Regions from separate parts of the Mus musculus genome. Here regions 1, 2, 4, 5, 6 and 7 are each linked to region 3. A link is a contact called in public Hi-C, HiChIP or PLAC-seq and promoter capture Hi-C data. All regions are on one chromosome and are shown on one strand. The core of a region is the stretch at or near the end of the contact, and the rest is flanking DNA. Distances in the headings are between cores, read along the strand shown.

What was found. Promoter capture Hi-C pulls out the DNA fragments that hold promoters and counts their contacts. Hi-C and Micro-C count contacts between places; a contact is called where the count stands out from the background. HiChIP or PLAC-seq counts read pairs in DNA pulled down with a chosen protein or histone mark. Capture Hi-C pulls out chosen DNA fragments and counts their contacts.
Region 1: an H3K4me3 HiChIP or PLAC-seq map of embryonic limb bud shows a contact between it and region 3, with 25 times the contacts expected there. The contact joins the enhancer-like site here to the promoter of Epha4 in region 3. A contact is called at or near these places in 4 of 39 promoter capture datasets (the SN4741 cell line, hippocampal neurons, liver and 1 more), 1 of 484 Hi-C or Micro-C datasets (cortical neurons), 11 of 115 datasets of contacts at active chromatin or transcription factors (VIP interneurons, astrocytes, embryonic limb bud and 5 more) and 1 of 9 other capture datasets (embryonic stem cells).
Region 2: an H3K4me3 HiChIP or PLAC-seq map of embryonic forebrain shows a contact between it and region 3, with 12 times the contacts expected there. The contact joins the enhancer-like site here to the promoter of Epha4 in region 3. A contact is called at or near these places in 4 of 39 promoter capture datasets (cranial neural crest, frontonasal cranial neural crest, hippocampal neurons and 1 more), 1 of 484 Hi-C or Micro-C datasets (muscle stem cells), 8 of 115 datasets of contacts at active chromatin or transcription factors (craniofacial prominence, embryonic forebrain, embryonic hindbrain and 4 more) and 2 of 9 other capture datasets (embryonic stem cells and embryonic tail).
Region 4: a promoter capture Hi-C map of adipose tissue shows a contact between it and region 3, with 6 times the contacts expected there. The contact joins the promoter of Stk11ip here to the promoter of Epha4 in region 3. A contact is called at or near these places in 1 of 39 promoter capture datasets (hippocampal neurons), 5 of 115 datasets of contacts at active chromatin or transcription factors (embryonic forebrain, embryonic stem cells, extraembryonic endoderm stem cells and 1 more) and 1 of 9 other capture datasets (adipose tissue).
Region 5: a contact with region 3 is called in a promoter capture Hi-C map of embryonic stem cells, with 4 times the contacts expected there. The contact joins the promoter of Slc4a3 here to the promoter of Epha4 in region 3. A contact is called at or near these places in 8 of 39 promoter capture datasets (cranial neural crest, embryonic stem cells, frontonasal cranial neural crest and 4 more), 1 of 484 Hi-C or Micro-C datasets (palatal mesenchyme), 6 of 115 datasets of contacts at active chromatin or transcription factors (astrocytes, embryonic forebrain, embryonic midbrain and 3 more) and 2 of 9 other capture datasets (adipose tissue and liver).
Region 6: a Hi-C map of embryonic cerebral cortex shows a contact between it and region 3, with 3 times the contacts expected there. The contact joins the enhancer-like site here to the promoter of Epha4 in region 3. A contact is called at or near these places in 4 of 39 promoter capture datasets (cranial neural crest, hippocampal neurons, liver and 1 more), 5 of 484 Hi-C or Micro-C datasets (adipose-derived mesenchymal stem cells, dorsal root ganglion neurons, embryonic cerebral cortex and 2 more) and 8 of 115 datasets of contacts at active chromatin or transcription factors (craniofacial prominence, differentiating embryonic stem cells, embryonic basal ganglia and 4 more).
Region 7: an H3K27ac HiChIP or PLAC-seq map of embryonic stem cells shows a contact between it and region 3, with 7 times the contacts expected there. The contact joins the enhancer-like site here to the promoter of Epha4 in region 3. A contact is called at or near these places in 2 of 39 promoter capture datasets (cranial neural crest and hippocampal neurons), 1 of 484 Hi-C or Micro-C datasets (embryonic stem cells), 8 of 115 datasets of contacts at active chromatin or transcription factors (astrocytes, embryonic hindbrain, embryonic midbrain and 4 more) and 1 of 9 other capture datasets (embryonic stem cells).

The regions. Positions count from the first base shown.
Region 1 is chr1:75,692,190-75,694,889 of GRCm38.p6, reverse strand. No RefSeq gene overlaps it. Among named protein-coding and RNA genes, the nearest start is that of Slc4a3, 150 kb to the right of the region's middle. Within about 2 kb of position 1,384, at least 45 of the 459 cell types and tissues checked have an H3K27ac peak or open chromatin away from gene starts, as enhancers often do. A contact at or near this core is called in cortical neurons, embryonic limb bud and forebrain, where this site is marked.
Region 2 is chr1:75,843,918-75,846,617 of GRCm38.p6, reverse strand. No RefSeq gene overlaps it. Among named protein-coding and RNA genes, the nearest start is that of Gm32622, 91 kb to the left of the region's middle. Within about 2 kb of position 1,392, at least 22 of the 459 cell types and tissues checked have an H3K27ac peak or open chromatin away from gene starts, as enhancers often do.
Region 3 is chr1:77,513,816-77,516,515 of GRCm38.p6, reverse strand. Epha4 (Eph receptor A4) reads left to right here and starts at 1,428. Exons shown (of 18, transcript NM_007936.3): 1 at 1,428-1,575. The coding sequence starts at 1,485.
Region 4 is chr1:75,520,226-75,522,925 of GRCm38.p6, reverse strand. Stk11ip (serine/threonine kinase 11 interacting protein) reads right to left here and starts at 1,397. Exons shown (of 25, transcript NM_027886.3): 1 at 1,284-1,397; 2 at 1,077-1,162. The coding sequence starts at 1,137.
Region 5 is chr1:75,545,036-75,547,735 of GRCm38.p6, reverse strand. Slc4a3 (solute carrier family 4 (anion exchanger), member 3) reads right to left here and starts at 1,274. Exons shown (of 23, transcript NM_001357150.1): 1 at 1,123-1,274; 2 at 815-964; 3 at 338-503. The coding sequence starts at 865.
Region 6 is chr1:75,904,721-75,907,420 of GRCm38.p6, reverse strand. No RefSeq gene overlaps it. Among named protein-coding and RNA genes, the nearest start is that of Gm32622, 31 kb to the left of the region's middle. Within about 2 kb of position 1,405, at least 4 of the 459 cell types and tissues checked have an H3K27ac peak or open chromatin away from gene starts, as enhancers often do. A contact at or near this core is called in embryonic cerebral cortex, where this site is marked.
Region 7 is chr1:75,594,385-75,597,084 of GRCm38.p6, reverse strand. No RefSeq gene overlaps it. Among named protein-coding and RNA genes, the nearest start is that of Slc4a3, 49 kb to the right of the region's middle. Within about 2 kb of position 1,429, at least 6 of the 459 cell types and tissues checked have an H3K27ac peak or open chromatin away from gene starts, as enhancers often do. A contact at or near this core is called in embryonic stem cells, where this site is marked.

The DNA.
Region 1 (2,700 bases), core at 135-2,634, 1.8 Mb after region 3:
CAAGATCACTATAGCTTCAATATGGAGTGAGAATTCTCACAGGAGAGAGAATAAAGAACAAGTGGACCAAGGGTGTTGGCAATGGTAGAAGACAAGGTGAGAAGCAGTGTTGTCTGAATTCCCTCCCTGGGAAAACGTAAACAATGTCCACAACCTCCTCATAAGGCCTAGGTGGCAAGCCATAGTCTCCTTCAGATGAATTTCACCTTGGGAAACCAGTCAGTCTTACTCACAAGAGCATGGGTTACAGGCAGACTCAGCGATACCAAAGCACCAGACGGTGTCCACTCAGTTCAGATGGTGGTTTCCCATCACTACAGAGATAGCATTCCCACTCAGCTAACCTCCATCCAAGCTATATCTGTTGATTTCTGACATTCCCTCATAGAAGAAGGGGGTTGAGAGATTCACTGGACCCTCACCTAAAAATTCCAGCTATTTCTTCGAATACGCACATGGGGTTGGAGTTTTAGAGAAACCCCAGCAAGAACAAAACCCCTAATGAATCTCTTATATACGTCAGCCTTCCACAAACGTTCTAGGAAGCTTGTCTTAACTGCAATATGGAGAATCAGTTGGAGAGAGGAAGGGTTTAAGAAAGTCAACTGGCCTGGAATAGGGTTGAAACATTTTTCTGTGGGCACCAAAAAGACACTTGTATGATAGCAGCAGTCTATCATTCCACACAATTGGCTATCCTGTCGCCCAGACAGGAAGCTAGCACTACAAATATGGCTCCATTTTGCAAGGGGATGGATAAGGGTGATGCATGTGTGGGGCCTGTCAGGGAGGGTGCATGGATCAGGTACACACATGCAACTGGGAACCAGAGGACAACTCAGGTACCATGCACTGTGTTTTCAAGACACTCTCACTGGTCAGAACTTGCTAAGGCTCCAAATGCCCTTCCAGGCCCAAGCCATACCTACCTCCTCCTCCTGCCTCAATGGCCTCAGGTGTGATGATAGAAATTCCAGATCTCCTTCTTAGAAGGTGATGTGGACACTCACTTTAACAGACTTGGGATGACTACATGACAGGAGTTGCTTGGGAGTTAGAACCAAGCCATCTGCAGAAACATCTTTTCCCTCGGCATCCCAAGAAAGCTAGGGCTTACAGAAGCAGAGCTGACAGAAAACACTGCCCCTCACAGGTCCCTGCACGCAAGGACATAACCCCAAGATTCCTTGGGGATTCACGCCACACCTTGTCACTGTCCTCAGATGTCTGGAAAGCCTCTTGGCATGCTCTCTGTGCCGTTCCCCCTTGGCAAACACAAGGCAAAAAAAAAAAAAAAAACAAAGCGAGTTTGTGGAGACTGAGCTGTGGGGCCAGCCAGAAGCGTTCCTGAGAGTGAATATCCCCAGGGCTGAGCAATCAGTCTCATGGCTGGGGCTGGGCTTAGGTCCGGCCACTAGCAAGCTCAAGTGTAATTTAGGGCTGTGCTTATTACAGGCCCAGACCTTGTTTGATGCACTGGAGTGGAAAAAAGTTCCCTCTCTGCATGTGACCATGTCCTGTGTGTCTATCGGATCTTTAACAATGTAAACATCAGAAACAGATGGGGAAATCCAGGCCGGTGCCAGGCCAAACAGTGCTCGCCACAGACAATGCACCACGGTGCCAAGACAAATATGCTCTGTCGATATCACTAATTTATAGCACGCTGAAACCAAGCAAAACAAATAACAATTAAGGCCCAGAAATCTTAAAATGAATAACCTTTCTGTACACAAACTCAATGCCACTATTAAAAGGCCATCAGCTGAGACAAATACATGAAGCATAACAATGAAATCCTTCTTATGTGAATAATTACTGAATAATTACCAGAAAGGGGGCATTGCTCTAGCCTGCAGAGTCTGTGGATTTGAAAACTAAGCTTCACTTGTGCACAGCACACAAGGGCTTTCAAAATGCCTCTGGGGACATGTGCCCACTGTGACAACACTGGGAGTTGGGGGAAGGACATGACAGGTCCACATGTTCCCATTATCCAGATGGAACAACTGTAGCATAGAATAATGCTGTGAATTATTCTCTGGCAGTGTTCTGGTGAGTCAGACCAGGTGCGGGGCTTCTGGTTTCTCACCCAGCATCACTGCCAAAGCCTTCATCCCCACCCACCACCACCATGGCTCGTGCGTGTACTTGTGTGTGTGTGTGTGGGGTGCATGTGTGTGTGTATGCTTATAAATATACTTTTGAGATAGGGTCTTGTATGTCAGCCAAGTGAACATTAAACTTACAACCCTCCTGCCTCAGTTCCCCAGGTGTCTCTACCTCCGATTTTTTATTTTTATTATAGAATGACAAATTATAATTATATATATTTATGGGACATAAAGTGTCACAATATAGGAATACAATGTGGGATAATTAAATTGATAATTAAGTATCCACCACTTCAAGTGCTTATTACAGTTTGTGATAAGCAACGGTTGAAATTTACTCAACTAGCAGTACTGAAAGGTGCAATGATCTAGCTAACTGTATTTGCCCATCTGTGGAATCCAACTCAAAATAAAACTTATTCCCAGCCTTTGACTGTCAGCTCTCTCCTTCCCGCCTCCCGTCCCACACCCCCTGCTCCCTGCTCCTCTGAGTTTAACTGTTTTAGATTCCACATACAAGTGAGAACATGTGGTATTTGTCTTCCTGTGTCTGGTTTATTTCACGTGGATGCATGTGACAGTTCTT
Region 2 (2,700 bases), core at 143-2,642, 1.7 Mb after region 3:
AGGCTGACTTGTGCAGAGAGGAGGGGAAACCTATAACAGTTAACTTTGGATTTAAATGGAAACTGGGTATCCACACTGTTGGGCATCCTACAGAGGGTGAGACTGGCAGCCTCCTCAAGTGAGAAAACCAATGCCTTGAGGAAACCTCTTTCTCCTGCATCCTATTGAGTATGGTCTCCCTAGAGACCCTTGACCAGTAAGCTAATGCAGGATTATCACCATCTCAAAAGACCTCTTAAGAATGCAGACTTGGGTGTGGCAAGATGGCTCAGTGGGTCAAGGTCTTTGTCAACAGCTATGACAAGAGTTTGACCCCTGGGACCCATGTGGTAGACAGAGAAAACCAAACTCACATGAGTTGTGCTCTGCCATCGTCACATATGTCATGACTTATGTGCCATGCAAATAAGTAACTAAATGTGAAAGAAGAACATTTGAATGCAGAACTGCAGCCCCCAACCTTGAACTCTCCAACATCAGAACACACACACACACACACACACACACACCAACACCCTTCCCAGCTTCCCCAACCCTGCCAAGCCAATCCCTTTCCCGCCTGGAACTGATGTACACATTAACATTCCAGAAGCACTGATCCTATGATCTGAGGCCTGTTTCACAGATGATGAGACAGCCCTAAGGAAATCAAGAAACTCTGGCTAGGTTCCATGGCCACATGACAGCCAGCCTCTGATGTAGCATAACTCAAGTGTACCACATTTCCTTACGGTTAGCCATTCAGGCCTCTCAGCATTGGCATGGAATGGACAAGTCAGAAATGTGACCCTAATTTTACCAAAGCACGGAGGTATAAGTGACTTGCCCAGAGACTCAGAGGAGCTAGCAGACCTAAACCCAAGACAAGGATTCTACCTCTTTTTCATCCATGTCCTGAGGCAGGGGTCTTCAGACTGTAAAAAAACAAAACAAAACAAAACAAAACAAAACAAAACAGATGGCAAATGGTACATCTGAGCCCTATCGTCTGGTATCTCTTACAATTCAGCTCCAACACTACCTCTAAAAACCAGCCACAGACAGTAAACCAATGGGCATAATTGTGTTCCAATAAAACTTTATTTGTACAAAAGGGCAAGGGTCTAGGTATGTCCCTGGGCAACCCTTGTATTATGCTGTACAATTCATGAGAAGACAATCTCTATGCCAGCTCTTCTCGACTATTGAGAGGTGCTGAAAGAAGCGGGGAGTTCCTGAGAGAAAGAAGGCTCTCTCAGTTTCGCACACCTGGGGAAAAGGGAAAGCTTTTTATCTGCCAGGGATGCAGAGTGTGAGTGGAGGGTCTGTGGGCCCCAGTGAGAGCCTAACTCCTCCCTCCTCGTTGCTCACCGGGTGGGACCCACTCAGGAGGCAGCAGCTGGAGAGAGGCATGCCCTCTGCTAATTGCTCTGCACTGAGCGGCTTCCCTTCCACCACCAATCCTCCCAGAGCTGATGCTTTCCCTACTCTGCATGAAGGAACTTCAAGCTAGCAACCCACAGGAACTCTTGGCCCCATCCTGGGCTGAGCTCTCCTTCCTGCAAAACCTTCCTGCAGTGAAGACTCGCTACAGCTGCTTCAATGTCAGGGTGCAAGGAGACAAAAGGAAAAGACTCCCGCCATGGATGTCTGTCTCGGGAAACAAAGCTGGGCACCATCCTTTAATGTTTGCGTTCATTAATGTTCCCGTCAATTTTAAACACTGGAGTAGAATTTCCAGACTTTGCAGATCATTTAAAAGCTTAAGGGATTATCAAACCAGTCATTTAAAATGACATTTTCACTGCACAAATATTATTCTATTAAAGAGCACGCATGGCACAGGCCGGGATCAGCTTTGGCAGGGTTACAGGGCCTTCCTCCATTGCAAACCCCACTGTTTCCTCATAAAGCTGTCAAGCCCCTGCTTAATGAAACATATATAAATGTGATGATGTTAGCCATGTCACAGCAAGCTAATTCATCCTGGCTTTTTCCCATTGCGCTACCCAGTGAAGGCTTTTATCATTGTATCCCTCTTAGGATCACCCCCAGAGGGTCTGCCATCGGCCTGAGGAGATGAAATCTAAGAAAGTGTTTAATTTCCAAACAGGCTGAGCATCTTACATAAATAAATAACCAACAGACCTGGCTTTCGTGGTAGGGTGACATGCTTAAGACAGAACACTGGGGTTTTATTGGGAAAGAGATGCTAGTAGATGAATAAACAACCCCGATCCCTTCCTGGGGTCCTCTGACCCGATACAGCTGCTAACTGCAGTTCTTGGGAGGTCGGTTTCCGTCTTTAATTACCGAAAGAGAATCTGCTGGCATGATCAGGGCTCGACAAAACCCCCTTCTAAGCTCCGTTTCTAAAGCGTCTTCCAAAAAAGCATGTCTGGAGGGTTTTCAGGTTCCACCTTTCCCAGAATCCTCTGCGTATGCTCATGGAGCCTGGGAAGAATAAGGAAGGGCTCTGGGTTGTTGTGGATTTGGGTTTTTGTTTTGTTGTTGTTCCTCTTAGCAGTCCAATAAGATAAAACAATTTAGACAGAAACTGTGAGGCCTTCGCAGACTCAGAAAATCCCACAGTTCAAGCCCTCTTAGGGACCAAGGGAAGATGAATAAAATGATAGGCTTCTGAGAACTGGCCCAGCCAGGAAGAAGTCCTTGCCGGTTAATTGAGGTGGTTGGGTCCAAAGGTTCTGAAAACTGCTATCT
Region 3 (2,700 bases), core at 179-2,678:
CTGGCTGAGGTCTTTGTCCGTTCTGCTTTGCTCCGGGTCCGCGCGCTCCCGCATCTGGCCGGCAGGTGGCGCGGTTGGTTCACGTAGATACTCTGCCCCTGCTGTTTGCAAAGTGCCTCCACTCAAACTCCACTCAGGCTGAGACCCAGACTTGGAGGAGGAAAATCTGGCCCGGGAGGGAGCCAAAGGAGGGGCAGCTTGAGGCGAGCACGGAAGGTGGATCTTTTGGAATCCCACCCCTTCAAACGCCTGGGGACCAGCCACCCAGTTTCAACTGGGGCGGGTCCCTTGGTAGCTAGCTGAGCTGCGGTTGGCGCTCAAATTGGCTTCCCCGGTGGCCTGAGCATCGGAGGACCGGATGGTGTCTGCGTCCCTGGGAAGTCGATGGTTGGCACCCAGAACAACGCGGGGTTGTGGGACAAGTTTCTGCGGGTAGAGCCTCTCATTTTGGTCCCCTGGGAGACTGTCCCCATCAGTACCGGGGAGACTTCGGAGTTCAGAGCCACAGTAGCTGCTCCAGGCAGCTTGCGACCCTCTGTCTGTCCCTTCTGTGCAGCAGGTGCTCGCATTCTTACAACCTTCCCCTTCTACACCTAAGTGTCCAGGAATGGCTAGAAGTGGTTCCAGGGACACTCCCTGGAAAGCACAGTGAGTTCCCGGTAGCTAGGGCTGTCGCGAGGTGATTTCTCCCTTCATAGTCCCGTAGTGGGCTCGGTCGATGTGAACACCCGGACCTGGCCAGGGATCACTTCCAAACGTTAGGAAGATTGGGGACAAGTGACCGCGCTCTGCTGCTGGGGAGATGACTGGGTCCCCCTGGCTAGGTAACTAAGAAGGAAAGGAATTATCAAGCTACGAAAGTCCCCCAGCCCAAAGCATTTCCCACGGAGGAACGCCATAAAGACACAAAACCTGGCAGTGAGGGTGGCTGCGTGCAGCAGAGAGCGCCCGACCTTAGCTGGGGTGGACAGTACAGAGACCCGACGACCTCGGCAAGGGGCAAGAGCCAAGGTGCAGGTCAACTTCAGACTTATTTCATCTCAACAGGAGTCTTTTCTCCCTCGCACACCTCCGGACTTGGGGCCGGGCGGGGAATGCCAACGTTTTCTGGCCTTCCCCACCGTCCTTTCGGAGTCTCTCGAAGTTCCCTCTGCCGTCCAAGGGATCGATCCCCAAGGATCGAGACAAGGTCTGGGGCCTCTCGTGGGGGCACAGACCCATCACTGCTGGGAAGCCAGCCTCGGGAGACCTTGAGCCCTGCGGAGGCTGGAGGGGGCGGGACCTCGGGGGTGGGCTCTGCACCGTGGGGGTGGGGACGTGGCGCTGGTTCTGCACTGCTATTGGTCACGAGCTCTGGACTGGCGGGTGTACGTCACGGGCCGGTCCCACCCTCTTGGCAATGTCTTCAGACTGCTGCACTCCTAACTTAAGCATTTATTCCACTGGGATAGAAGCGGCAGGAGCAGCGTTGGCACCGGCGAACCATGGCTGGGATTTTCTATTTCATCCTCTTTTCGTTTCTCTTTGGAATTTGCGACGCTGTCACCGGTTCTAGGGTATACCCCGCGAATGAAGGTAAGAGCCCGGCAGCCCTTATGCGGTCCGGGACCCGGAGGGGGTGATTCACTGATGAATGGTCTTCTGGAGCTCAGAACCAGTTAGGGTGGGGGGCGGGGGGTGGAGAGCGCGGCATGAGCCTCGCGTTCCCACTCCGGAGAAGAGTGCCGAACAGAGGGGATCCTCTTAAGTGGGGACTGAGGAGGATCAGGCTGTCTGAACTGAGAAGGGTGACCGATGCAAGCTGCCACTCTGCCCAAGTTTGTAGCGAAAGGCCAAAGTTTATCAGCATCCGCCTGCAGGGCCGGCTCAAGGCGCCCCGAGGGGATACACCGGGATTTGAAAACAAAACAAAAAAACGTGTGAGCAAAGTCCTCTACATCAGCAGCACAGGCGAGAAGGGAAACCCAAACGTAGAGCGCAGAGCGCCCGGCCTCTTGTCCAAGCCTTGCGAGCCCGGGTTTTTGCAAAGTTTTCCCAGCGCAGCGCTTCCCGGGACCCGGCTGCTTGGTCTCCGGAGCGCGCAGCGGTGGTGGCGCCGCTTGTCGGGCGCCGGTGACCTGATTTCTAGCACCGGGCCTCAGACACCTTTTTCTCCATCGGGCCGCGCACCCTGGAGGTTGCAATCTCAGGCCTACCTCTCCCCTACCCCAGATCCTTAGCTCATCCAGCAAAACTAGGGGACCAGTCAGCGAATTAAACATACCCCACTGTAAGCTTCTCTCTCCAGTATGGGGTACTGGACTAGTCTAGAAGGACAGGCATGACCGACGGGACCCATTCGTGTGCCGTTTTCTGTTTGTCTATTGCGACGTTCTGGAAGGATTGTTTGTCTGTTTTTCTGTCCGAGGTGAGGGGAGAGGTGGTGACCATTTAGTTTGTGATGGGCCTAGGGGGAAAGGAACACTCTCTGTGTCTATTTCTGTCCTTATGTGTCCCTGTCTCTCTATCTCTGTCTGTCTCTCTCCCCCTCCTCTCGTGTGTGTGTGTGTGTGTGTGTGTGTGTGTGTGTGTGTGTGTGTGTGTGTGTGTTTGAGGGCAAATGTGTGCCTGGCGCGGGTGTCTGCAGGAACCTGGACGTTTTGTGCCGGGTAAGCGAGTGCGCACAGTGTGTGAACGTGGGCTCCGGCCTGTGTTCGTGTT
Region 4 (2,700 bases), core at 148-2,647, 2.0 Mb after region 3:
ACACAAACCAGAAAATGAACTGCCATCAAGAGACTCCAAGGATGCCATGGTGGGAGTATATAGATATGGAGCACTAATGCCATCGAGGTCACACATTCCAAATGACAGCTGCTTCATCTAGATCTCATCCTTATCTCCTAAAGACATCCATTAACCCCACCTTACAGATAGGAAAGCCGGGGCTCAAAGAAGAATCTCTCCTTTCTGTGTGTGTGGGGAGGATGCTAGGGATTATAAGTCAAAGTTTTGTACATGCTAAACATATGCTCTGCTACTGAACTATATCCCCAGCTCTCAAAGAATCATGATTGTGATCATTTAGCTGATGATGGCAACCACATAACAAACAACATAGTGCCAGGCGTGGTGGCACATGCCTTTAATCCCAGCACTTGGGAGGCAGAGGCAGGCGGATTTCTGAGTTCGAGGCCAGCCTGGTCTACAAAGTGAGTTCCAGGACAGCCAGGACTACACAGAGAAACCCTGTCTCAAAAAAAAAAAAAAAACAAAACAAAAAAACAAAACAAAACAAAAAAAAAAACAAAAACCAAACAACACAGTGATCTTTGCCATGCCCAGGCACTGGGGCAGCAACTATAGTAACACTATCTTTTGAACACTTATTATGCATGCATGCACTGCACTAAATAAGCTAACTAAAATCCCGCTATCTTTTGCGTTCAATACAATCCCTATGCTAACCTATCTGAGAAGAATACTGAGGGTCTAAAAACTTATCCAAGTCTGATAGAGGGTTGGGACTAACCTATGTGGGTCTCCAAATCTCTGGTGTCTAAGGTGCTTATACTTGGCTTTCGGTACAAGTGATTATGTTCTTGTCTGCAAGTGTTTAATCTATTAATGATCCCTTTCCTCTGGAGAGTTAAGTGCTATGAGAGATGGATAGAGTTTAGACTGTCAAAGGCATGACTGTAAACAACGCGTCACAAGGAACACACCCAGAAGACGCCGGCACCTCGTGACCCCGCCGGCAATGACTCGGTGATTCCCGGCGTTTCTGGACAGTATCGAACACACCTAGAACTCCCAACCAAATAAGCCAGAAGTCCACTCACCCGACTCCCGCAAAAGTCCCGCCAGCTTCCACACTACTGAATCCCGCGGAGCGGTCGTCATAGCCACGGGACGCTGGGGGCGGAGCCTGGGGAAAGGGGAAGCGGAAGAGCCTCAGGTGGGCAACAAAAGCCCAGAGCTTTCGTGCAAATGGAGGCGTCGCGCAATGTAAAAAGTAAGCATCAGCTAAAAAGAACGATCTCTCTGACCCCTTTTCCAAAAAGCATTGGGCCTCGGGAGCCCATGGGCCCGCGTAATTCGCACTCCAATCACTTTGGCAGCCGGGCTCTTTTAGGGCAGGAAGTCCCGCCCCGGAAGGCAAAGGACCTACCGGAAAGCATGCCTTCGCTACCGGAAGCCACGCCCTGGGCGAGCCGATGTGTCAGTAGGACGGAACTAGCCGGGATTAAGCCCCTAACGGGGCCCCAGGTCTAGCTCGGCTCTGGGTGGCCCCTTCGGCAGAGAGAGAAACCTGACTCTTGTTTGCAGACTGGGCGGGGAAGCAGAGCTTGGAGAAATGGGATCTTGTATTAGAAGGAAAAGAACTCATCCAAAACAAATACTGATCTTCCAGTTACATAGCTGTCCTGTCCTTGCGAAGTTCTTTTATATCAGCCAGAAGGGCTAAGGCTGGCAGGGATGCCACTCTCAAACCCCCTTTGCTGTCATAGTCCTCAGTCTCTAGACTTATTTTTCCTTAGGGTTTAGCACACTCTCAAATTGGTCCCTGGTCTCTGATTTCAGAGCTCTGGAAGCAGAGGCAGGAGGGTCTCAGTGAGTTCAAGACCAGCCAGCTCTAAATAGTGAGTTCCAGGCTAGCCAGGGCTGCATAGTGGGATCCTATCTCAAAAACAAAAATTAGTCACTGGTAATGACCTGAACCTGTATTTGTTTTGTTTTGTTTTTAACTGTATTTACAGCTCAGTACACCTAACTAAAAGTGGTTTTCCTAAATTTGAAAATAAAATATATCAATAATTAACAAAAGCAAGACTGTTGAGTTTTCTACTTCCAAATTGGCACTGTAGCTTTTTTTTTTTTTTTCAAGATAGGGTTTCTCTGTGTAGCCCTGGCTGCCCTGAAACTCTGTAAACCAGGCTGCCTCTGCCTCCCAAGTGCTGGGATTAAAGGCGTGCGCCGCCACCACCACCCAGCACCACTGTAGTTTTTACCCTGGCTCTTGGTCTGGCAGTTGACATCAACTTCTGGTCTACATTATGAAAACATTTCTTAGGATGGAGTGACTAGCTAGGCTTGGGAGGGGAATGTCTTTTATGAAACAATCCTTTCTAACACAAGAAAGTTAAACATGAAGTGTAGGACTGAAGAGATGGCTCAGTGAATTAGAGCACTGGCTAGGCTTCCAGAGGACATGGGTTCAAGTCCCAGTACCCACATGGCGGCCCACAGCCATCTGTAACTCCAGTTCCAGGTGGTTGTACAATCTCTTCTCATCTCCATGGGCACAGCACATGCATGGTGTAGAGGCATTCAGGCAAAACATTCATACATGCAAGTGTTTGCTTTTAATGAAAAATCTAAAGAGTAGAGTTGGAGTCAGTCAGTTTTAGAGGTGGTGGAAGGCTTCTCTAGCCTGAACAAACTTCCTATATACCGTCTCATGGA
Region 5 (2,700 bases), core at 25-2,524, 2.0 Mb after region 3:
GTCGCAAAGGGGAGTCGGGAGATGTGGTACCGAAGAAAGAGAGAAGCTGAGGGAAGACACATCAGGAAACACAGTGGGGCAGAGGGTGAGTGGGACCCAGTGCACGATGAAGGTCACTGAGAGAGACCTCAGGCGCATCTCCCCTACATCTCCCCTGACAGGTGAACAAGGTGATGATGGTATGAGAGGCAGGATGACTTAACATGGCATGGTGGCCCAGCACAGCGTCCAGCACAGGATGACACTGAGTGATCAAGCCGGAGGTGAGCGCAGTAATGGTGGCGATGAAGGTGATGGTGGTGAAGGCTGGGGTGCTAGGGGTCCCCAGGCTACCCACACTCAAAGTCCCGCTCGCTGTAGCTGCGGCTAGGCTTCTCGGGGTCCCAGGCCGGGGTCTTGCTGATGAGGTCCCCAAACCTGCTCACAGCCAAGGTCTTGCCCAAGTCATCATCTTCCTCTTCTACATCTGGACCCAGAGGGGGCTCCTCCAAGGGCACCCGGACCTGCAGGCCAGATAGCCTCTCCTAAGGACCCCTAGTTCATGAACACTCCCCACCCAACCCCAACTCCATACTTCAAGGGCCTTCCCAACACCTTCACCCTTGCCTGCATCAACATCCCCAAAACACCCTCTGAGGGCTTCCCCCCAGGTTGTGGGAGCACCAGCCACAAGTGCATGAAATACCGAAGACCCCCTATTCCTCTACACTACCAATACAGCTCTACATCTGGATCTGGTGGTCCCAGGGTCATCCAGAGGACACCCCGCCCATCCTGCCCCTCCTCCCCCACCCCACCCCCACGCATCAGTCACCTGGGGTAGGGGGGAGGCGCCCCCGGGCGGCGGGATCACCCCATTAGCCATGGCAGGGCTGAAGACTGAAGACTTAGGAGTCTCTCAATCACTATGGGACCCAAACCCTGGGTGAGAAGAAGGGGGCGCTGCAGAGACCTCTTGGGGAGCCTTGAGGAAGGAGGGCGGGGTCAGAAATTGCGCTGGTGGGCCCCCTCCGGGGTGCTCCATCCCGGTGCCCAGCCCGCTCTCCCTTCCGAGGCCCAACCCGGTCCATGTTAGTCCGCTGTCCCTACCCGGCCCGGCGCCCACGCCTTGCCCTTAAGTACCTCCGGGCTCCGGAACCTGCGGGGCTTGGGAGAGCCGCCGCGCCCCATGTCCCTCCCCGCAAGCTCCGGGGCGCGGCTGCCGGGTTCCCGTCCGGCCTCTCGCCGCGCAGAGCCCGGCCAGGCGGACGCAGGCGCCGGAGCCTGCAGTCCACGGCTCCACCTCCTAGCGCTCGGCTGTGCCAGCCCGCCGCCGCCCGGCCGCACAATGGGAGTGGACGATCCCTGACTTACCCCGACCAGGCCAGCGTGGGCCCCGCGCTCGGGTCCCCGCAGGATCCCACCTGCCCGCAAGACCCCTCTCCAGGCGCCCCACGCATTGCGGGGGGGGGGGAGGAGGGGCGGGTGCACGGCCCTAAATTCCCACAATCCCTCAAACACACTCCTCCACCTTGCTTTTAGCCACCCCTCCCTTTCCCTCAGGAGCCCTGGAGGAGACCCTCTTCGCACATACAAGCCTCTCCAGCTTGGACACGAGATCAGAGACCCCTGAAAGCCATTGCCCTCAACACCTCCAGCCTCAGCTCAACTGATGCCCTTCAAAGGCTGGCTTCTGGCGCTGGGCGCCACCCACCATTTGACCTTGGCACATTATCTACCCATCAGTAGCCAGAGGCAGCTGAAACAGGGGCATTCCAATTGGGCCAACCACTCTAAAATCCTGTGGCTAAGCTCTCACTGTTCCTCCACCCGAATCCCGCCCCTGCTCCTCCAACCGTGGAGGACCTATCTCACTTTCCAAGGTCAGAGAGATGTTCGCAAAGGGCACCTGGACACCCCCACCCCCCACCCCCAGTGTTCTCTGAGTCTCTGAAACTGGGCATCTAGAATAACCCATGCTCATAAAAGCCCTGAATGACAGTCCGTTTAAGCCAGACCCCTACACCTTAGAACAAACAAAGGGAGAAGAACTGGGGGTCAGCAGAAGGTGGGGTGGGAAGGAGGGGAGAGAAGCATGTACAAAGTAGAAGCTGCTCTGACCCCTGCGCTGCGAGATCTCAGCCCTACCCAAGGGAAGAGTGTACACACAGAGCCCTGGGGATTGCTTGAAGCAGCTGGTCGCATCCCATCTACAATCAGTTCAAACAGTTCAGGATCCCCAGGCCAGAGAAATGATCCTGCCACAACTAAGATGGATCTTCTGAGAGCTGGGCATGGAGGTACCCGGCTTTAATTCCATCGCTTAAAAGGCTGAGAGCCTGGCAGTGGTGGCACACGCCTTTAATATCCACACTTTGGAGGCAGAGGCAGGCGGATTTCTGAGTTCGAGGCCAGCCTGGTCTACAGAGTGAGTTCCAGGACAGCCAGGGCTACACAGAGAAACCCTGTCTCGAAAAACAAAAACAAACGAAAAAGGCTGAGTAGTCTCTAGGGGTTCAAGGCAAAACCTGGTCTACACACTGAGTTCCAGCCAGCCAGCGCTACATATTAAAACCCTGTCTCAAAAAACAACAACAAAACCCTATCAACGGAACAAACAAAAAGCCAGTTTATCCATATCAATCCAGAGAATCCCAGATAGGCATGGCCCACCTCTGAGGTGATTCTAGATGTCATCACGTTGACAATTTACACTAACCA
Region 6 (2,700 bases), core at 156-2,655, 1.6 Mb after region 3:
CTGTCAGAATAGAGCCGTCATGACTTAACTACTCCCTCAAATGCCCCACCAGTTAGTGGTACCACTAGGGGCTGGTTTTCTGTACAGAAATTTGGGGGGACACATTCAGACCCCAGTTTTAGAGCTATTCCAATTGTTTCCTATTGTTCCTTGAACATGGGAGAGCACCACACTTTTCCTTGTGGTTAAGAAGACAAATGCCATTTGCTGTGGCCCACTAAATACAAGAAGTATCTACCACATGCCACATCTACTCTGAACCCTGTAAAAATCAACTTGGGATTTTTCCCTTCTCTTCCCCCACCACAGTGATGGAGACCAAGTGCTTGGTGGCTTTGCTGGTCTGCATCATTGATGGAGGACAATATGGAACAGAATCCTGAACTAATGAATTTGCAGCTCAGGTGAAGAATAAGTTGTCCTATTTAAGCCACAAATGTTTGGGTTTGTTTGTTGCTGCAGCTCAACTTATTCCATTGTAGCCATTAGAGCTCTGAGAGTTTTCCATAACTTCTATGAGTTGGTAAACTGTTTCACCCAGTGAAGCAAATGAATTCTTCTCTATTTTCCTCAAATCTTGCCCATCCCTAATGGACCAGCAAATATCTCACCTGCCCAAAGAGAGTCTTTCTTGAGCATTTCCAGTTGCATTCATCCTTCTTTGTAGTTGGAACCATTTGCACTATGTACATCACCTAAGTTAGAATTCTGCTACACTGCATGCAGTACAGATCTCATTATACGCTGCTATCTTTACTTACCTCTCGAGTATGTCTCTTTACTGTTTAATTAAATGGTCAGTCTATTGTGGGCAGAGATCTTATTATATATTTCTACAGGCTCCAGGAGAGTGGCAAGAAGACTATAGGGACCCAAAAAGCAAGATAACTAACTGTTCCCAAAGAAGAGGGAAGACACAACAAAGGAAGTGAACAGACACCTTGACAGCTTTGAACAGCAGAGAGAGGAAAGAGTTAAAATTCGTTAGACTGTATCCTGAGACAGCTCCCAGGGTTGGAGGCTATATTTCTCATTAATATAAAAGAGTTAATTATATATCTTAGAAATTCTATTCATGCCAAATCTTCTTTTAGGGTTAAGTCATGCATGATCCATTGCTATTCAGACATCAACCCTGACAGGGTCTCGTTCTGTAGGGCTGTCTGTTCGCCTGCCCTGAAGATCCACAGGGACTTTAAGAGGCTGTGTGCATACTGGATCATTTTGCTGAGAAGATGACCTACACAGCAAAAGACTTTATATAACCAAAGGCAGGGCATAAATATTTTATAGCATGGAGTCCATGAAAACACATCTTTCTTTCTGTAATGTGCAATCTCAGGACATATCACCGGGGAAGAAGACTTGCCTGAAAGATTCAACAGTCCCAATTTGCTATTGCTCATTAGGGTACCGCAGAGAATAGGACAGCTCCAGATCCCCGCTGCCTGTGGGCTAGTTAGGATGGACTGACCACATGAAAGCAAATCTTCCCACCTCACAAAAAAGCTGCCTGTGTTGCAAAGCACATTAACAAGGGGCCAGACAGCGAGCCAGAGGGAGCCTCTGAGGCGACATCCTTCTCCTACATTTAAGGAAGGGTGGCTCATGGAAATGGTGTGAACACCCCACAGCAGCCCAGTGAGCTGGAGCTGGACTCACAGTTCCTGTTGCTGCTATAACCACACAGCAGACTCATGGGTAAAGAAAGCCCAAGGCGTGAGCTCGCTGTGTTCATACTTACATTCGCAATTCAGAAATAAAGGAGCATGTCACAATTGGGCTGTGATATTTATCTGCATAAATTGTGTTAATAATGTCACATTTCTCCTTAATATTTTTCTTAGATTTTTAAAAAGTGTGTGTGTGTCTGTCTGTCTGTCTGTCTGTCTGTCTGTCTTTATAAGGAATATGCACAAGAGTGGAGGCCAGAAAAGGACATTAGATAGAAACTAAACATTGGTCCTCTACAAGAGCAGTAGCCACTGTCAACTGCTGAGCCACCTCTCCAGTTCGAATAATATATTATAAAGGCAAGCCTCACTAGACCCTCTGCCTTGGCTCATAGGTAGGACATCTCCTCAATTGAGTCCATAAGCAAAGCATCTCGTCATGTTCTGAGATGCTCTAGGCCGCAGCATCTCCCCGTGTTCTCAGATGCTCTAGGCCGCAGCATAAGTCCCATCTCTTCTAACCATTTCTCCCTTTGCTCGAAATTGGTTTCACCCACTCAGATCTCTTGAGTTAACATGTTACCATATTGCATAATTAAATCCTAAAATGAAACAGTAAATCTTCCACACAGCACCAACTCCTGTTCAGAGAATTCTTCAAACCCCTGCCATGACCAGCAGAAAGCCCTTCTGCGTACCAGTGGCACTGACAATGACTTTGTTGTTCCTCTGTTAATCATAGAGAACAAGAAAAGGGCTTGCTTGCTTTCCTACTTCCTATCTGAGGGTTTTTTTTTTTTTTCTGTTCCCTTACCAAATATGGTAGGTTTAAGTAAACGATATATAATCCTGTTTTTCTTGTCTTTTTTAAAAATTTTTTATTGGTTACTTTGTTTATTTACATTTCAAATGTTATCCCCCTCCCCAGTTTCCTCTCTGAGAATTCCCCATTTCACACCCCTTCCCCCCTGCCTCTACTGGGTGCTCCCCCACCCACCCACCCACTCCTGCCACACCTCCCTCCTTT
Region 7 (2,700 bases), core at 180-2,679, 1.9 Mb after region 3:
CCAGAGGTTGAGTGCAGAGCACTGTGTGAAGCCAGGGCAAGTGTCCCAAACAGCAGCATACAAATAGCTCCATAGGTCATATGTGGGGAATCCCAAAAATGGGACTTTAAACCCATTTCCAAATTAAGACTGGGAGTGGCGGGGGGTGGTTAAAATCCTAGCCTGTGCACACACTCAAGACAACGAGAAACCCTGAGTGTCTGGAGTCACTTAAACCAGAAAGCGGCTCACCCGTCCCTTGCCTCCCCTTGACTCACACGGTCAGTCACCTTACATCACCTGGGAAGCTCCCTTCCCCTTCTCCGCCCCCCCCCCTACATAATTCGGATCTCTCCATGTCCCAGTGTAAATGCCATACCTCCACCCTCTCACCCTACCCCTGAGCACAAGACACTTCCCCAGACCCCTCCCCTGGAGCACCCATCTCCCCCAGGACATGTAGAAATGTGCCTTGTTTCCATAAGGACAGCATTGAAATGCAAGGTACAGGGGGAAAAAAAAAACCAGTAACCTGTGGTCACTTAGGTAAATAGGTGTTTCTTTTTCTCCATGATCAGAAATCCCAAGGCAGGCAGCTTCCGGCTATCATTGGAGGCGCAACGATGACGTTCATGGTGTCTTTTCAGTAGTCTTTGTCAAAGGCACGTCTGTGCTGGACAGTCCCCAGATAGCCTTAACTGACCCAGTCTCTCCCCACCTCCCCTTTGCACATGTAATTCTCAAAATAACTGTAGAATGTTTTGGGGTGTAATGTGGAGGCAGGGCACCCGCCAGAAACAACCTGGAGCCTTGCTCCCATCTCTGCTCAGAAATGTGACTCCTTTAGTTAGAAAGGAGCATCCCTGGCAGGCTGGCCTCTCATATTTGTCCAGAAGACGGATACCCTTGGCACTTTGCCCATTGAACACCAGAAGTCCCAGGAGTATGAGCCCAGGGCAGGGTGACTGCTGGGGTCCCAGGCTGTGCTACAAGTGAGGGACTCCACAGCTCTCTTAAGCCTTGAGGAATGGCTGGCCATGGGCCCTAAGCTGCTTTTGTCCCTTGTCACCAACCTATCAGGATCACATCCACTTTATGCTTCTTGTTGTGAACATCGTTCACCTCACCCAGTGCAGGCAGTTGGTCACAGTTCAAGATGCTGTGAGCAGAAACATCTACACTCCCAGCAGATGCCTCCCTTGATCCTGCTCTCCGGCCTCACGGTTGCAATATGGCTGCCACACCCGCCGGCATCGCATTTTCTTTCCGGGTAGAGGAAAGGAGTGCAGAGCCAGCTGCTTCTCCTCTTTTATCAGGGCAACAGAAGTTTTCCTAAAACCCATGAGCAGAGTTCTGCTTTAAAAAAAAAAATTAGGGCTAAAGAGATGACACAGCAGTTGAGAGCACACACTGCCCTTGGCAAGGACCTGAGGGTGGTTCCCAGCGCCTGTATCAGGAAGCTCGAAGATGCCTGTAACTCCGCCTCCAGGGGATCAGACTCACATACACAGACACTGATAAAATAAAAATGATTTTCTTTTTTTTCTTGTTTGTTTGTTTTTTTTTTTAAATTGTGTGGTGGGCATGGGGATATCACGGTACACAACACATGTTAGTGTCAGATAACAGCTTGCAGAAATTGGTTCTCTCCTCACACCTTCCGGGACCCAGGCATGGAACTCTAGCTGCGAGGCTTGGCAGCAAGCTTCTTTACTTACCTCCTGAGCCATCTCACTGGCCCCAGAGTTCTATTTAGAAGTCGTGACTTTAGTTTAAATGGCATCTCTAGACTAAGGATGCAATCCGGAGGTAAAGTGTTTGCCCGCCCTATGTGAGGCCCTTGGTTCATGCCCAGCAGTACAAAAATAAAAAAGATAAACAACATCACTTAGCCATTACTACCTTGCAATAGCCACAGCAAATGTGAATGACAATGGCTCTCAGGTCAGCTTAGGAATCATTGCCCTCCCTGATCCCCCAAGGCCTTGGTCACAGCAGCTCACCAAACCAACTCCACCCCCACCCCTGTCTCCTCTCCGTGTGCTATGTACCCAGTCGATGTGCCTCGCTCTCCCGACCAGGCGGGGACACACTAGGCAGGCTGAGTGGGTGTGGCCGCTGCGAGATAATTAAACCTGTGCCTTTCTTTTGATCCCTGAGATCTTCCATTTGAAATTCACTCTGATGGAGTGGAAAGATCCGGGTACATGCCCTGTCTAACCATCACGAAGGGTTAAACCATTTTTATTTCAGGTCTCAGGTGACCAGGGAAGGCTCGCTGGCAGGAGTGTCTATTGGGCGCCTCGGAGGCAAGCGATTGTGGGAATTCAGAATTAGTTTGAGCAAGCTCTCTTACTATCCCCTTGATATCCCCAGAATAAAAGCAGCAGTGACATTGCCAGTGACCCAGCTGTTAGAGAAACCTTGGATTAGGCCACAGAGGCTCTTGCCTCAAGTCCTGTAATAAGAAGCTCGCCTGGAGAATTGGATTTAAATCCAGTCCTTGATGCTCATCTTAGCGCGGCCCCGTCCCTCCATCTAATCTCATCTTGTCCTCGGAGTGTTGAAAATGATGGCAAAGCAGCGACCGTGGAAAGTGACTGTGTGAGCTTTTCTCACATGAGAGAGGTTCTCAATAAAAAGTAAAAGTGATTTAAATGCAGATGTCTCTTCCTTTGCCACCCGCTACCTTGTCCCTGAAGGTGTCACACAGTTCCCAGC